Linked DNA regions of Gasterosteus aculeatus: region 2 is linked to region 1. Evidence: chromatin contacts called from public Hi-C data. All regions are on one chromosome and are shown on one strand. Each heading gives the region's core, a stretch centred on a gene start, on an enhancer-like site or on the middle of the called end of the contact. The rest is flanking DNA. Distances are from core to core; before and after follow the strand shown. Region 1 overlaps sash1a (SAM and SH3 domain containing 1a). Region 2 holds the start of sash1a (SAM and SH3 domain containing 1a).

Region 1 (2,540 bases), core at 21-2,520:
ATAATCCGTTTTTTTTTTTTTTTGACGTTGAAGCAGCCGGTCAGAGAAGCCGAGGATGGAGAATCTCCCCGTTTGATTTGACCTGACATGAATGCCGGCGAATGAAACCTCAACGCCTTCGCCGTTCCCGTGAAGGGAAACTGAATCACTCGTCTTTGACAGAGGCGAGCAAAGATTAAAATGGATCGTGTGAAAAGGCAAAGGGACTCTTGCAGCGAGCCAAAGAAGCATGCGTCCCGTCTTTGCTGAGATTTGTACGCGCAGCGAAAGCATCTATTCAGCAGAACGTTATAGTGTTCAACAATGAATCGGCTATTTTTAAGTTGGCAAGCTCAGGGAATCAAAGGAGGAGGGATAAAGATACAGCTGATTTACCCTCACCAGGCAGTTTTCATGCACACACACACATTTAATTGTGACCATGTCAGGTAAAACAGTACTTAAGATGTATCCCAGTTCCGTCTGTAATAGTACAGGTTCACAGTATACTGCAGTATAAAACGGTGCTTATTTTACTGTCGCTTTGCTCATCTACAACGTTGAAGAAAAAACAAGAAGGACGCGAGTTACCAACTGCGAATGTTGAGTTTAAAAATAACTAAATAGAGAAATCGGGCAGCGAGGGGAGGGATTGAGCAGCCTGCAAAGGCACATCCTTCAGCATGATGAACAGCAGTAAAACTGCCAAGAAAAAGGATTCACACTTCCTCCTGCAACATGCGGGTTGTAGGAAGTGAATAGCTTCCTACAGGGTTGTGTACAAAAAAATCCCCATATTTGCATGTCATCTTTTTGACTTTTAAAACATGATGATTGTGCAAATGTTGAACTTCAAATCTTTTGTTTCTGCCGTAAATCAACCTCTAAATAATCGTTCTGCCATCACTCGCCGCAGAATAGATTCCATTCATCACTCTTGATCAAGGATGCTATTGAACCTTTCTTTAATAAATTACTCCCCACCCCCTCCCAGAGCCTGACGGAGCGGCACGCGGAGCGGGTTCGGCCTTCGGGGGCCGTTCTCCGACAGACGGCGGGGGCAGAGAGCCTGATCTGTCTTCATGCGCTTTTAATTACATGCTGCTGGCCGGCCTCGCGTCCCCGGGGAGGCGAGGTGAAGCGCGCCGTCACTCCGCTGGCAGCTCAATATCACCCCCTACCTAAAAAACCCCGAGGAGGAGAGGGGTGGGGGGCACCTTCAGGGCAGCGCGGGGTTCAATTCAGCAGACGCGTTGACGAGGGCCGCGGGGGGAGGCTGTCGATCATTCCTCAGCACTGTGACCGTCCCTCGAGGGGGGGGGGGGCAGGCTGCTCTCATAACACACCACCACTGTGCTTCCATCTTTTTCCTCCTGTAAACGTCCAATATGCATTATTCCTCTCTGAGGTACGACGTCTTCTTCTGACTGCCGGTCAGTCGGCGGGTCGATCTCGGTGACCAGGCAGGCGGTGTCGGTGTGAGAAGACGGAGACGGAACACGGCTACGTCCGTGTGTGTGTGTGTGTCTGATTGCACAACGCACAGCAACAGCCTCTCTCTCTCTCTGCCTCACACACACACACACACACACACACACACCGTTACTCTCCACAGTTCTCAACACACATTTCAACAGTTCCGAACACGTTGGCCGGCTCGAGCCGAGAGAGGGGATGAGGCTCCCTCACACACACACACACACACACACACACACGCACAAACCTTTTATGTATCAGAAGCCCTTCATTCACATGACTCTCGCCCTCCCCGAGCTGCACTTTAGTGCGAGAATGAATGCTGTAACCTCCAGGCAATGTCAAGGTGAAGGAAACGTGTCAGCGCCCCCCCCCCCCCTCCCTCGTCCCCCCGTGAGCTTTTTCCTCGCTCCGGCACTCTCCAGTTAATGATCCGAGCGCGTTGCCTCAGCCGGGCCTGGCCAGATGAGCCAAGAGGAGGAAGAGGAGGAGGAGGAGGAGGAGGCTGGCCGGGCGAACGGAGAGGAGGACACTGTAATCACAGGCAATCATAAGCTCTCTCTGTGGATTTTCGATCCCTCAGACTGGACCGCTTGGCCCTAAACCCTGTGATTTGAGCTGAGAGGTAGAGTGAGACAGAAGAAAATGGGGGTGGGGACGATAAGGAAATTGAGAATGTATAACTGAGTACACAAAAATGAAGGATTGTAGTGATTTTCTTCATCGCGAGTGAAAGATTCTAGTGGCTCAGAATCCCGTGCTTGCTTTTTTTCGGTGGAGAGATATTTTTAAAAAAAAAACGTTGAGTGGTCATACAAAGAACAGGAAAAGGAACTTAGAGGTTAAGAAGTGGTTCCAAACCCATCGGATCGGAACAGAAACACAATACATTCATTCAAAACCTCGGCCCAGTTAATAGTGTGGGATTCGTGGTTTTGGTGTCTATAATCGAATGGGTGGTTAGACTCCGGGGGCATATTAGGATTTTGATTCTAAGTTACCCAGTGACTGATAGACGTGCCCACCGCATTAGCCAAACCTAGCTCTGTGCTTCCAAAGCATCATTATAGCTGGAAAAACACATT
Region 2 (2,540 bases), core at 14-2,513, 61 kb before region 1:
AGATCTGGACCCCGTCTACACTAAACCAGTGGTTTCAAAGGATCTACTCAGAATCTTTACAAGCTGAAACTGAGGTGATGAAAGGAGATATATATCATACATATATATTATATTTCAGGTTTTTTTTTTAGATATTTTATGTGTAAATTACTGGATAAATGACATCACGCTTCAGTTGAAACGTTGGCTCCTGAAGCGGCCGTTGCTTTGTTTGAAGGGCTCTGCAACTTGGGCACACCTGCAGGGCAGTCCCATTCACGTGATTGATTGCCTTGCAAACAAACCTGTGTATTTCCATCCAGCCAGCGAGGCGCTTGTGTTGGCTCCCTTGGCCTTCCTCCCCCCTCCGCCCCCCCCCGGGAAACCTGCTGGTCGCTCTCAAAGGCCCCGGGGGGCAGCAGAGTGGAAACCCGGCACTCCTGGCACGGCCGGCGGAACTCGGCGAGTCAACCCGCCACAGAGAGCACCGGACCCCGTCTTCTCACTCCCATAATGCTCTGCTCCCGAAGCTGATCCATGCAAAGGCTGAACGGAGCTGTGCGAGTTTAAATCTCACCCGAGAGCTGTAAACCAACACTAACAGGTCGCGGACGGTACGATGGCGGCAGCCGACAGGTAAACCACCGTGTTGGATGTTGAGTAGCTCAACGGCATGATTGGACATCCGACAATGATGAAGCAGCCCCACCAGGCTCGCACCTCTTCCTCTGACATTCCGATATGAGGCTGTTTGATATGCTTACCCACTCCTCCTCTTCCTCCTCCTCCTCCGCCCGAGCCCCGGCCGATGCCCTGATGGGCCTGAGGCAAATCACTTCCAGCCCGGAGCCGAGACGGCGATTGCATCAAACTGACCCCTAACAAGCTGTCGGCTCACATTCGATGAAGCACGCATCTGCACCGGCTGGCTCGGCTTCCGCTTTGGACAGCGCGGACAGGTCTTGTCCGAGGAGAGAGTTTGACTTGTTTCATACCAATAATGGAAGCATCCGGTGCTGCTGCAATTAGACGCCGACCGTCGGGCACCAATCGCTCTGCGTTGCTGTAAAGAGTCGAAAGAGAAATTGCATCAAATGTCTGTTCGTGCAGCCAATGGGTTACTGCCTCAGTTTCTTCTATTTCATCAGCCCCCCCACCCCCTCTCCCCGGTGCTGAGGAGGCCTCAGTTCCCCACTCGCCACATAGAGGGCGCTCATGCGCACCGAGAAACAGAAGCGTGCCAGCGCTGAATGAGTAGACGCGTATGTGTATGAGAGAGAGAGAGAGAGAGAGAGAGAGAGAGAGAGAGAGAGAGAGAGAGAGAGAGAGAGAGAGAGAGGTGCGGAGAACGAAATCCCATCGTTGGGGAGGAATGTGACTCGGGGTTTCGTTTCTACTGCGCGACGGGCTTAGCGTGCGCTGTCGTCTCGCGCATACTTTGGTGTGACCCATTGTGTCCCCCGACTCGGCGTGACAAGTTGGTAGAGAGAGAGAGAGAGAGGTGGGTGGGGGACTATTTTTAAATGGGCACGGTGAGATGCGTGGGGGGGCGTGGACGGCAGAGGAGCAGCAGTGAGCACGTTGGCTCTTGGCTGCGCGGCTCCACTGCGCTGATGTGCCGGCTGGAAGAACCGGAATACGCGTAAAACCTGCGCGGAACCTCGCGGTCGCCTCCGATCGTCCGCGGCCGACTTTCTGTCGTTTTTTGTTGTTGTTGTTGTTGTTGTTGTTGCACCCTTTTGGATTTACTCTCTCGAGGCGCTCGGCTTTGGCGACACGGAGGACTTTAAGGAAGCAGGATAAGCTGTAAAAAAACCCGAAACAGATTCTCTTTTTTAAGACCGAGCAGCTGCCGCGCGTAACGGACGAAATCCCATTGAGCAGCTATTTGAATCACAATAGTTTTGAGACGACTGCTTTCTTTATATGTTTAAGTAAGCCGACTGGACTGAATGCGCGCGGTAAGTCACAGAAATGCCATTTAGGACGTGAGAGCCGATCTTCGTTTGGAGACATTGACAGGTGTTCCAGACAAGAACGGACTGTCAGGCTCAACCTGTTTTAATTCACTTACGGCTCTGTTGTTATGTCTTGCGACATCGCGCCATCAAAAGGTTGGAGGATTGGAGCAACAGTCCAGAACATCTGTACTTTCATAATACTTTGAGAGCGCGCACGTGGTCATCAACAACCGCATAATGCGTTTGAGACGCCGGCTGGGAGACTAGAAGCGATCGACCGCGGCGTCTTCTTCCCGTCCCGGAGTCGGAGCCAAATCCGGCGACAGCCAAAATGACGAGCAGCGGACCTGTCATCGTTTTCGAGTGGCTGAAGACCCTGCAGCTTGCCCAGTACGTCGAGGCCTTCGTGGACAACGGCTACGACGATCTGGAGGTCTGCAAACAGATCGGAGACCCCGACCTGGACGCCATCGGGGTCTGCGTCCCGCACCACCGGCAACGGATTCACGACGCGGTGAGGAGGCTGAAGGACGAAGCCAGCGAGACGGCCAGTGGACTCTATTTCACCTTGGAGCCGATGCCACCCGCCGCCGAGGTTTA

Evidence for each region. Hi-C and Micro-C count contacts between places; a contact is called where the count stands out from the background.
Region 2: a Hi-C map of skeletal muscle shows a contact between it and region 1, with 8 times the contacts expected there. The contact joins the promoter of sash1a here to the enhancer-like site in region 1. A contact is called at or near these places in 4 of 6 Hi-C or Micro-C datasets (skeletal muscle, tail fin and whole body).

What each region holds. Positions count from the first base shown.
Region 1 is chr18:12,676,476-12,679,015 of fGasAcu3.hap1.1, reverse strand. All of the region lies in intron 1 of sash1a (SAM and SH3 domain containing 1a), which reads left to right. Among protein-coding and RNA genes, the nearest start is that of LOC144389388, 11 kb to the right of the region's middle. Within about 2 kb of position 1,270, at least 1 of the 9 cell types and tissues checked has open chromatin away from gene starts, as enhancers often do.
Region 2 is chr18:12,737,407-12,739,946 of fGasAcu3.hap1.1, reverse strand. It overlaps sash1a (SAM and SH3 domain containing 1a), which reads left to right and starts at 1,263. Exons shown (of 19, transcript XM_078093349.1): 1 at 1,263-2,540. The coding sequence starts at 2,272.